Linked DNA regions of Ovis aries: region 2 is linked to region 1. Evidence: chromatin contacts called from public Hi-C data. All regions are on one chromosome and are shown on one strand. The core of a region is the stretch at or near the end of the contact, and the rest is flanking DNA. Distances in the headings are between cores, read along the strand shown. Region 1 holds the start of GADD45G (growth arrest and DNA damage inducible gamma). Region 2 has its middle 310 kb from the start of GADD45G.

The links. A called contact is a pair of places that touch in the nucleus more often than the background predicts.
Region 2: a contact with region 1 is called in a Hi-C map of liver, with 5 times the contacts expected there. The contact joins the enhancer-like site here to the promoter of GADD45G in region 1. A contact is called at or near these places in 3 of 16 Hi-C or Micro-C datasets (liver, muscle and tail adipose tissue).

Annotation. Positions count from the first base shown.
Region 1 is chr2:24,391,249-24,397,416 of ARS-UI_Ramb_v3.0, reverse strand. It overlaps GADD45G (growth arrest and DNA damage inducible gamma), which reads right to left and starts at 2,226. Exons shown (of 4, transcript XM_015093022.3): 1 at 2,067-2,226; 2 at 1,694-1,795; 3 at 1,367-1,580; 4 at 660-1,270. The coding sequence starts at 2,119. The coding sequence ends at 1,160.
Region 2 is chr2:24,698,901-24,705,068 of ARS-UI_Ramb_v3.0, reverse strand. No RefSeq gene overlaps it. Among named protein-coding and RNA genes, the nearest start is that of GADD45G, 310 kb to the right of the region's middle. Within about 2 kb of position 2,733, at least 27 of the 54 cell types and tissues checked have an H3K27ac peak or open chromatin away from gene starts, as enhancers often do. A contact at or near this core is called in liver and muscle, where this site is marked.

The DNA.
Region 1 (6,168 bases), core at 977-3,476:
CAGATGCTGGCCCCACTCAGAATTGCTTACGCCTATTTGTGCAGACACTCCCTTGCCATTTTTGCTCAGATCTTAAGATCTATCACAGTCATGACAAAATGATGACTCACACTTAAATGCAGTCATGTCATATGCGATATTAATACCCTGGTGACATTGCCGTAAGTGCCATTCCTTTAAGGGGAAATGGTTCCTGACAGCAGTCTGCCACCATCCTCAGAGACCACAAAGGGCAGTGCCTGCAGAAGGCAATGCTCATTGTGCAGGAAGGAGCTGCCTGCATCCTGCAAGCTGTTCCCATAAGCAGCTGTTGGAAGGGAGGGGGTGGAGAGGAAAGAAGGGGGAGGGGAGGGAAAGGTCTCTGCTATCGGGTTGGATGGCCAGCTGCTGCACTGATGTCTTATCCCAAGTATGCTCCTGTCTTGCAAGTTTAAAAATTTTCCTGAAGGGAGAGAAATAGGAGCAGGGCTCAAGTTCTGCCCTAACACCCAGCCAGCGTCCCCTCCCCCACTTCCAGCACCCCAGGAGCCTGCCATTCAGCGCCAACAGGAAGATGGAACAGGTGCCATGGAGTTCCGTAAATTTCAGAAATCAGCAGCAGTCCCGCTGACCACCTCCCCCACAGACAAAGATACCCTGCCCTCAATAAAGAGAGTACGTTTGTTTCAGTTAAGTTTATTGTAAAACTCAAAGCTGCAGCAGCATAATCCTTTAGAAAATGAAGCATCGCCCGTATCCGTTTTGAAAACAGCAGTGCATACTGCTCAAGTCCGTCAGAGCTCCTGTAACCGTACAAGTCCAAGCCGCCTGGACTTGCCTTTCCCCTCCTTTCTGCCGGGAGTACAGGCTGCTGAGTCACGCCTGCCCGGCCAGTCTGTCCTTCCCGGCCGCGCGGCCAAGGTCCCGCCTCCGGCCTTCCTGGGCGAGCAGCCGCTCCCCACACTTGTAGAGTCCTGGGTTGGGGCCAGCCTGCCCCTGTCGCCGCCGGGCCCCTCCTCGGGAGGGAACCGCACCTCCTCGCCGCTCTCCACGCGCCCCCGCCTGCCAGTCTCCACGCCGCACTCCGGCGCCCTCCGAGGGCGCATCCACAGAGCCAGCCCCGCGCTAGGCGCCCCGGGGCGTCACCACGTCGATCAAACCAAGGATCCCCACGGGGCTGTCACTCGGGAAGGGTAATATTGGGCACCCAGTCGTTGACGCTGCGGCTCTCCTCGCAGAACAGGCTAAGCTTCTCCAAGGCGGGGTCCTTCCATGCGTCCTCATTGGGGTTCTGCAGAGAGAACGCAGAGGTCAGCCTGGCTGGGCACTGGCTGCTGACGGGAGAGCGAGGGGGCAGGGATCACATCGGCACGGAGGCGACACTCACCGAAATGAGGATACAGTGCAGGTCTCCAGGTGCCCCCGACTCGTCACCGGTACCCACGATCGCCGCCAGCCGCTGCACGTCGCCCACGCGCACGATGTCTATGTCGTTCTCACAGCAGAACGCTTGGATCAAAGTGAAGTGGATCTGCAGCGCGATATCGCCCTCGTCCTCCTCGTCAGCGGCAAGCACGCAGAAGGTCACATTGTCGGGGTCCCTACGCGGGCGAGCAAGAGGTGGTGAGATCAGGTCGAGGAGCCAGGGGCGCCCCCAGCCACTGTCTCCCCGGTCTCCCTGCCGCTCCTCCCACGGGCCGCGTTTGATACTCACACGTTCAGGACTTTGGCTGACTCGTAGACGCCGGCCGTGAGGCAGCCTTGGCGCTGCGCAGACAACAGCAGCTCGTGCAACGCTTTCCCGGCGCCCTGCATCCTGTGGACAAGCCAGCACGGTGAGCCGGAGGGTGCCCTGAGATCCCTGGACCCGGAGACGCACCCCCAGCGCCCCAGCCCGGCGCGCCAGCCCAGGCGGCCGCACCTTCGGCCCAGCCGGCACACTCGCGCCCGGCTTCCACCCAGCGGGTTCCCAACCCAGCCGGTTTCCACCCAGGCGGGCCCCAAAGACTATCGCCCAACCAGCGCGGCCAGGGCAGGACGAGGGTCCCCGCGCGCCCCGAGACGTCCGGAGTTAGGCGCCGACCTACCTGGCTGTGCTTTCTGGAACCGTGTCCTGGCCACGAACTTCTTCCAGAGTCATATTGCGATCTGCGAGCAGCAAGTTATCCACAAGAACAGAGGGCGGAGCAGACGCGAGCGAAGAAGGAAAGTCTGCGAGCAAGCCTGGTGAGCCCGCTGCCGGCGAGTAAGCCGGAGCGCCGCCTTGCGCCCTTATATAGGCTGAGCCGGGTGGCGCCGCCAGCTGGCGCGAGCCTGCGAGCCCATTGGCCCGCGCCCGCTTTCTGATGCAAATGAGGCGGCTGCCCGCGGCTCGTGCCAGAAGGCCACGTGGGGAGGGGTGCGGGGGATGACAATGCCTCAAATCTGCCGCTTTTGTCGGGGTGTTACCAGGCAGACTGGAGCCTGCAGATTTCATCTCGCCTTTTTTTTTTAAGTCCTTAAAAGGAAAAAGTTACGGGGGGAAAAAACCCTCACTTGTTAACAGTACGCTGCAATTTGTGAAATGCACCTTTGGGGAAATCTAATGAATATTTTTTTTGCATTTATTTTTCTTGCTACCTTTTCTATTTTTTTCTTCACTTTTAATTTGGAGTTTCTGAAACCATTTCTTCTAAACCGGAACTTAAAAAACAGGCTGCGCTGGCTAAGCTAGCTAAAGGCCTGAAAGCAGCCCTCTCCAGCTGACACCAGAGCCCCGAGCGCGAGGTTCTTCTAGCACAATCAAGACCCGGACCCGGTCGCGCTGCAAAGTCTAGCCAATCTCCCGGCCCGCTACTAAGCGCTGCGGGGCGCCAGGGCGCGCAAGCAGATTGCGGCCGGAACACGCGGCTCGTTTGCATTTCTATGCCGGGTGCACAATAGCAGAGGTCTGGCGTGTGGCGGTTTGTAGGAGGGACAATTGAAGCTTTCTCTTCATAGCGACACTGTCCACCTGCCGCTGGGTGGGGTGGGAGAGCCCCGCCGCGCGTGGGGGTCACCGGGCTGCTCGGCGCGTGGTGGGTCGCGGCCGCGTGGGGCTCCTGCGCTCCTCAATGCGCGCCCCCTGCACCGGCCCCGCTGCACCCACCACACGTTTGCATGAAATTCCGCCCCAAAAGGTTCTAGCGCACGTGCGGAGCAGCCGTGGAAGTTGGAAGGAACACCTGGCTGCTGCACCTTCTTCGCAGCCGGGTGGGGACCCCAAGAACTTTGGGAACTACGCTTGGAATCCCTTTCCCGGGGCGCCATCTACAGGCCGACGGGAAAGTTCCTGAGCACCTCTCCCCCGCACTTCCATTGACATACTGTGGGGACTTGGCCTTTGGCCCTCTGATCAAGGAGGGGCCCAGGTAGAGTCAGCTGAGCCCCATCTAAGCTACATATTAATGGAAGTCAAAAACTGCAAAACCCAGATGAAGACAAAAGGAGACTCCAATCCAGTACTGACGGAAGAAAAGCCTATATTTGGCAAGCTATTTTGAAAAATTTTGACCTAAGTATGCATGTATTAAAAGCTTGTTTTCCAGGAATAGAGAAATAATACTAAATGAGAGCTTGAGAGCGTTTAATAGACATTGCTTGGCCGGGGCCATTTTGGACCTGTGTAATGAATGTTAGTTACTCAGTGGTGTCCGACTCTTTGCAACCCCATGGACTCTACAGCCAGACTCCTCTCTCCATGGGATTCTCCAGGCAAGGATACCAGAGTGGGTTGTCATGCCCTCCTCCAGGGGATCTTCCCGACCCAGGGATGGAACCTGGGTCTCCCGCATTGCAGGCAGATTCTTTACTATCTGAGCCACCAGGGAAGTTGACACTTCCAGAAAGTTTGCTCACTGAGCTTATAATTTTTGGTGCCTGCATCTCTCTATGTGCACTGAGGTGCATTCTGTCTCCGCCACCCAGCCTTAACCCTTACTAGGTGAGGTTTTTGAGACTGGGCAGGACAGCTATAGCGGGTGCAGGGGCTGTTGGGTGTGCTGGGAGTCCCGACTCTGCGGCAAGACAGGAAATAAGGAAGACAACGGAGTGCACTGGCTTCTTGCGCCCCCCGGTGGCCAGCTGGCAGAGGACAGCTGAGAGAGCGGAACACTTCCCAGATGCCAATTGAGTGTTTGCTCACCTAACATCGCTGAAATCCGAGGTGTCTTCCCCGCCCCCCGCCCCCCGCCCCCCCACTGAAGGGCAGTTGATCTTCAGCGTTACAGGTGTACACAACAGTGAATCAGTTATACATATACACCACACATCCACTCTTTTTTAGACTCTTTTCCCATGTAGGTCATAGCAGAGTATTAAGTAGAGTTCTCTGTTCTACGCAAAAAGTTCTTATTAGTCATCTGTTTTATGTAGTAGCACGTATAGGTCAATCCTAGCCTCCCAACCTATCCCTCCCCCTCACACGCCCCCACCCCCGGTAGCCATTATATTGTTTTCTAATTGCTCCCTCCCCATTGCTGGCATCCTGTGGCTTTCCTTTGCTGCCATTTCCTTTCTTTCTTTACTGCCCACTGCATGCTCAGTTGCTCAGATGTGTACAACTCTTTGTGACCCTATGAACTGACTGTAGCCCACCAGGCTCCTCTGCCCATGGAATTTTCTCAGGCAAGAATACTGGAGTGGGTTGCCATTTCCTCCTCCAGGGGATCTGCCTGACTCAGGGATCGAACCTGTATCTCCTGCGTCTCCTGTATTGTCAGGTGGATTGTTTTATCACTGAGCCGCCGGGGAAGCCCCTTCTTTCTTCGTTAGTGGTAAACAAAATGATGGTGTGCCTTGATTGGATAAGATATATTTATTTTTAAGTGATTGAAACATAGATATTGCTTTTAAAAGTATCAAATATTTTTTAATGTACTAGTTTCAGGTCCCCAGAAAATGTATCATTGCAAAAATGAGACTTATTTGACATCTTAGAGTTTATTTCCCCCTCCCCATTTTAAACACTGGAAATCTCCCTACACACCAGGCCTCACACCCGGACCCCAGAGGAGGGGAGGGGGGACAGGAGACAGCATTTCCAGTTGGTGCTGAGCCAGCCCTAAGAAGAGGCCTGATTGACACCTCCCTGGGGCTATCTACTTCACTCATATTTTTAAGGTATTGAATTTCAGGAAAATCGCCTTTCTGACGTTGGATATGACTTCACATGGGTTTATTAGGTCAGTCCACATGGCCCAAAAGGCTTCATCCTCAATTAGGAAAGAAACATATTGTCTGGAGTCTAAGTTGGCCCTTCACCAGACACTCCCTCCCCATTCTTACAAGTTAGACAAACGCAGAAGCTACTGGCTCTGGGATAGCCCATATCCAGTTTGCCGGTCATACTACAGGAGAGGGGTGGGCAAAGCCAACACCCCAATACCGGAAACTTCAGATGCTCTTCTGGCCCACCCTGAGATAGAAGATGGTTGACTAAAGCCCACCTGTCCCATTCTGTTGCCACTGTGCCCCCAAACTGAATTCAACCCATGTGTCAGCCTGCTGCAGCCCCCATTCCTAGGAGACTGTGATGTCAACCAAGCTCCCTGTGATTATACCCCCTAATGTTCCTGTGAACCTTAACCATGACGGCGATGGTGACATTACTAAAGGGACACCCTCAGAGATGTTCTGTTTTACAAACCTTTTGGAAGCACTTCGATGTTTTTATTAACACTTCATGAACTCCTTATGGCCAAATTCAGACTTAAATTGAAGAAAGTAGGGAAAACCACTAGACCATTCAGGTATGACCTAAATCAAATCCCTTATGATTATACAGTGGAAGTGACAAATAGATTCAAGAGATTAGATCTGACAGACAGAGTGCCTGAAGAACTATGGACAGAGGTTCGTGACATTATATAGGAGGCAGGTATCAAGACCATCCCCAAGAAAATGAAATGCAAAAAGGCAAACTGGAGGAGGCCTTACAAATAGCTGAGAAAAGAAGAGAAGCTAAAGGCAAAGGAGAAAAGGAAAGATATACCCATTTGAATGCAGAGTTCCAAAGAATAGCAAGGAGAGGTAAGAAAGCCTTCCTCAGTGATCAGTGCAAAGAAATAGAGGAAAACAATAGAATGGGAAACACTAGAGATCTCTTTAAGAAAATTAAAGATACCAAGGGAACATTTCAATGCAAAGATGGGCACAATAAAGGACAAAAAT
Region 2 (6,168 bases), core at 1,484-3,983, 310 kb before region 1:
TTATAACAGCACGGGTGCCCAGGTGCCCAGCAGCCCCGCACTGAACCTCCAAGGACCGACTGCAGCACCCTAACATGCCCACTGTCCTCCGGCAAACCAGAGGGAGGTGCCGCCCAAGGGGTGTTTCCTGCTGTAAAGTTGGCTGAACCCCTTAGAAACAGAGATCACAAAACATAAGCATGGGAAGACCCTGACCTTCCTTCACATAAGCAGCAATTATGACCCTGCTTTAGGGGACTCTAGGCTGAATTTCTTTGTCTGCCATCAGACAGGAAATCCAGTCAGCTGAGGTTCTTAAACCAAAATCTGATGTCTCTTGGAGGTAATAGTTCTGCAGGCAGCTTGACTCTCAGGGCTGCTGGCTGCTTCTTAATGGAAAGAGATTAAAGAAATAAAAGGAGTATGCATGCATGCTAAGTCACTTCAGCCCTGTCTGACTCTTTTGTTACCCTGTGGACTGTAGCCTGCCAGGCTCCTCTGTCCATAGGATTCCCCAGGCAAAAGTACGGGAGTGGGTTGCCATGCCCTCCTCCAGGGGCTCTTTCCCACCCAGAGATCAAACCCATGTCTCATGTCTTCGGCACTGGCAGGCAGGTTCTTTACCACTCTTAACAGAAAATGATAAAAGAAATAAAAGGAGCAGAGCCCCAAAAAAGATCTGTGTAGAAGCTGCTCGGCAGCCTTTCTCCATGTTTGAACATAGAAAAGGGGAGAGTTTCTATTATAAACTGGATTTGGGGCACAGGGAAGGAATCTTCAATCACCATGATGCTCTCGCTGAGCTGGGAGCAGGTGCTGAGTTGGGCCCCGGCTTCCAGCAGCAAAGAGGGACTGGGCGCCCAGGGCTGGGAGCTGGCCGGCCCACATCCCTCTATCCAGGTGGCTCCAGGAGGCCCCTGCTGGCAACGATCCCCAAGTAAACCTAAACAAGCCTGGGGTTGAGGGAGGTCATGCCCAAATCCTAGCAGAAACTTGGCAGTCACAAGTCCAAGCTCTGGGCCCTGGGATCTCAGACCCCAGGATTTACACAACAAAGGGGCATGCCCCAACCTGGCTGTCGGCTGTGTCTTTTGAATTGTAGAATTCGAGCTGCAAACACCTGGAGGAGACACCACCACCGTCCTGGCTTCACTTTCTCCCCACGCCGATGCCTCTTGCCTTTGCAACACGTTCTGCCCTTTGCTCTCTCCAGGTCTGCCCGGAGCTGGCTGATTCCAGGATCCGAGGATCCAGCCGGCCTCGCCGCCCGCATCCCTCTGCCAGCGGCTTCCCGGAGGGGAGGAGGGTGGGGGGAGGAGAGAGTTCCAGGAAAGCCCTCAGCAGAAGGCAGGATTGCGGACTTTGAGCTGCACTCAGCCTCTGTTCCTCCTGCACTTGGTTAGCGGAAGAGGGTGTCGGAAGGGCAGGAGATGTGTCCTGGGAGAAGCAGTCCCGGCTCTCCGGCTGTTTGCACAGGAGTGGGAGAAAGGAGGAAGGCGGTGCCAGGCCGGAAGTGCCCAGTTTCAGAGAAAGGAGGCGTTAGCGACCACGAGGAGCCCAGAGGAGGCAAGGCAAACCCGGGCAGCCCCCGTGCCAAGGCAAATTCAAGTAGTTCTTCTGAACTGGCAGCTCCGGGTCAGCGTTCAGGCCAATGAATTCTGCAGAATTCATTCCCAGAGGCCTGGGGAGCCTGCAGGCAGGACTGAGGTGGCCTGAGTTCAGCTGGTTTGGCAGAGCATCAGACCTTTAGAGCCTTCACAGTATTAAAGCGGTGGGGTCCCAGAGAACTGCTCCCTACCCAACTCAGGCATTCACTCAATTTACCACCTGAAATTGCTTCTGAGCAGCAAGATAAGCACCAAGGAGAGGGATTCTCTCATTTCACAGACAGAAGCCTAGTTCACAATGGTCCAGGCAAAGCTCAGGGGCACACAATCAAGGGCTCACAGCCAGTGCCCGTGAGAGCTCAGCCCCAAGGAGCCGCTCTCAGCCCACCCTGGGGTCAAGCTGAAGCTCCAGAAAACACACTGGGAGGCCCTCTGGTCCCTACCAGGCCACACCCCTATGAGATAAGAGATGTTAACCCATTTTACAGATTGGAAAACTAAGGTTTAGTGGAATTAAATGACCTGCTTTCATCTCCCAGAAAAGGATACTTAAGAGACTGGAACCCAGGTGTCTTGGGAACCGCAGTCCACACTTTACCCTCTTTAGCCCACAGCTGCCAGGAGACTTTGCATTTCCCCAACAGCCTCTGACACCTTTGGCACAGGCCCATAGTTCTCAAAGCCTGGTATCTAGACCTGCAACACCAGATGAGACATGTAAGCCCCAGTCTCCACACCAGATCTACTCAGTTTGAGACTCTGGGGTGGGCCCATTGGTCTGTGTGGTCATAAGTCCTCCAGAGTCTATTACACTCCTCCAGGTGAGAAGGGCAGGTGCTCTGGAAAAATAGGCCATGAATCTAGGGCAAAGCATTCCCAAAAAGGAAAGATAGGGCCTGTGCAATACCCACACAAACCCTACCCTCAGCCTCACCTTGGGCTGCAGTGAGAACAGGGCAGCATCTGTGTCTACCTCCGGGTCTGCATGCCTGATGGGTCAGCACAGGTGGAAGGTGAAAGAGAGAGCCCGGAACTGACCTGCATCTGAGCTGGCCTGGGGGCCAGGCTCCACCACCACCTCACCTGTACCCTAGCGGGGATGGATGTCACCAGCATGTGGCCCCAACCAGGGATATTTGATCATTTCCACTCTGCACTGTCCACAGGGTGGAGTGTACAACAGACAATTCCAGGGAGGTGACCTTTTCAATTAGGCAGTGAAGTCAATGTGAACTTCAGACAATTTAAAAATAGAATTCTAAAAATAGCTCTGTGGAAATGGGAGGTGTGGCAGAAGTTACTGGTGAGGCCAGGCAGGGTGGTTCCCACACAGCCTCCCCACCAGAGTAAGCTGCATCTGACCCCCAGCATGCCTCCAGACAGAGAAAGATGCAAAAAATTCGGGTGGAGTGTAAAAGGGGTGTTGTGATGGGAAAGGACTCAGAGCTTGGGGGTGGGAGCTTACCTCATTTATGTTACCCATGGGTTCACAGATTGATGGTCCTTTAAATTCTACATTAGGTCTGGATATGCTGCTATGAGTAGGAACTGGCTAGTATGTATATAAGCATGCATGTTCATCATTTTTTACTAAGTTTTATTTCCCCTCCAGACTTTCCAGACCAGAACATTAGCATCACCGCCCCCAGACCCTCTGAGTCAGAGTCTGCTTGTTCCCAGGGCCCTGGGTGTCTCAGTGTCCAGGAAAGTCTGAGAAGCTCTGCTCCAAGCTCCTGGAGGCCTGCCCCAAATGCCAGGGCAGGGCTGAAGGTTCTGTGGGAGTCCTCCTACGGTTGAGATCTCAGCACACAGGGCTGCTGTTCAGTGAAGGGGCTTCCTGCAGCCACAGAGGACTGTGAGTTGGCTTAGTGAGACACGGTAGTAGCTCCCCTTGGATAGAGCACTGAGAATCTGGTCCAGACACCTCCTCAGGGCTCCTGCCCAGATGTGGGCAGGTGCCAAGCAGAACTGTGGATGCCTGCCATCGGTGCTGGGACACCTGAGGTCACTGTGAGCATGGGGTCTCCTTCTGCCTCCCTGCCCCTGTACACCCAGGGAGCGAGCGTCTAGCTCATGGGTCCCTCCACAACACTTCATAAAACTCCTACCTGGCTCCAGGCCAGGCTCCCCATGGGGAGTGAAACCTGCTGGGGATGGATGCACAAAGCAGGAAATGACAATGTGAAAGCAGAGGGGCCAAGCTGGCCTCAGGTGTTGCTGCACATGGAGAAGGACCAGCCAGGGGACCAGTCTCCTGTGAACAATCTGGCAAGCCTGGCGTTGGTGAGTTCCATATACGAAGGTTAATGTTTCTATGTCTCTAAATTGATTTTTCTCTTCTCTTGGAATTATTATTTATATTGAAGTACATTTACATATGGAACTGAGCACTAATCTAAAGGGTGCAGTTTAGTCTTGACAATTGTATACACTTGTGTCACGGCCCCCACGTCAAAGTATGGAACATTTGCCACCCCAGAAATTCCTTCCAGAGATGACCACTGTTCTGACTTCCACCACCAGTGGTTGTTCTTGCATGTTCTTAACCTTCATATGAATGGACTTAAATTGTGTGAACACCCTATGTCCCCGCACAAGGTTGGTGAGATGAGCCCATGTTTGAATTTATATCCATTGTCCTTGCTGTGAAGGATGCTAGCATGTAGATAAAAACGCTTTATTCAGAGAGTGGTGGATGTGAGACTAATATCAATATTAGTAAAGCTGATACTGACAGTTTTTTTAATTTGCATTTTTTTAATTTATTCAAGTGAAATACACATTATGTGTTTTAAAGTGAACAATTCAGTAACATTTAGTATCATTAGAGTACTTTGCATTCTTCAACCTTGTCTAGTCCCAAAACATTTCCATCACTCTGAAGTAAAACCCCTTACTTATTAAACAGTTTCTCCCTACCCTCCTCACCCTCTTTGGAAACCACCAATCTGAATTCTGTCTCTGTGAATTTACCTACTCTAGGAGGTTCACATCAATGCAATAATAGAATATGGCATTTTTGTGTCAGCTTTTTTCACTGAGCATCATGCTGCCCATATTCATCCACGTGGGAGTGTCAGCACTTCACTCCTTTTATGGCCAGAGTCTATTCCACCGTGCGGAAGGACCACAGTTTATGCTACAGACACTTGAATCCATGTGTTGTGGATTCAAGCACTCATTTCTCTATAGAGTAGGTATCAAGGAGCTGATGGCTGGGTCATGGAGCATTTGTAGCAGGTGTTTGGTTAACCCTCACTGGACACTACCAAGGGCTTTTCTGGTGGCTCAGATGGTAAAGAATCTGCCTGAAATGCAGGAGACCTGGGTTCAATACTTGAATTGGGAAAATCCCCTGGAAGAGGGCATGGAAACCCACTCCAGCACTGTTGCCTGGAGAATCCCATGGACAGAGGAGCCTGGCAGGTTACAGTCCAAAGGGTCATAAAGAGGTGGACATGACTGAGCAAGTAAGCACAGCACAGATACCACCAATAGCTTTGACCTGAGAAGGTCACAATTCCTGGGTTCCTAAGCAATGGGGAAGGTCCTATGAGGGCTGGTCAGCCCTTGTGGTCAGCACAGACCTCATGTTCCACTGGACAAACGTGGGCCCAGACTGGGAGCCTGTCGTCCAACCTCCCAAGGTCAGGATTGAATATAATGTGTGTCAAGGCTTCCCAGGTGATCCTAGTGGTAAAGAACCTGCCTGCCGGTACAGGTTAGATGTAAGAGACTCCAGTTCAATCCCTGGGTCAGGAAGATTCCCCTGGAGGAGGGCATGGCAACCCATTCCAGTATTCTTGCCTAGGAAATCCCATGGACAGCAGAGACTGGCAGGCAGCAGTCTGTAGGGTCACACAGAGTCAGACATGATTGAAGCGACTTAGCACTCAAGGCTTAGACTCACTGGACTCCCCACCTCACTCAGCTTGCTGGCATATTCTGCAAGCATTCTCACATTCATACCTTCTCAGACAGCTGGTCCCTCCATATAAGGATGGTGACCAAAGAGATATCTCCAACCTCACTGGCACTGAAGCCTTGAAGGGTCAATGCATAATTCCTTGCCCTCAGTCAGGGGCCCACTTGCCAGGCCCACTTGCCATGCCCACTTCAGAAGCCTCTCCTGGGTCACTGCCCTTCACCGCAGGACCTTGAAGCAGGAGACCGTTCACAGAGCAAAGGTGATCAAAATGTGCCCCTGCAAGGCCTGGCCAGATATTCTCACCTCTTGTTGCATTTCCCTGGTTGTGCATTGCTTTCTGGTACAGCTCCAAGGCAAGTGATGGAGACTCTGGCAGCCCACCCAAACAGTAAGTGTATCTGGGCCAGTAGAGCCTAGTGCCTGACTACTCAAGTAAGGAGGCACTGAGACCCTCACCGAGCAGGTCCTGCAGAACAAGAACACCCCTCTCATTGTGCAGGTCTGAGAATACACACAGTCTTCCAATTCCTTGTATTCCCTGAGGGTGCTGTTCATGGATTTCCTTTTCAGTAGAATATACATTCCAAGGAAACAGACACAAGATCTCACACAATGCGAGGTGTTTTCTGCACGATTTCTATGGTAGCCCTTAAG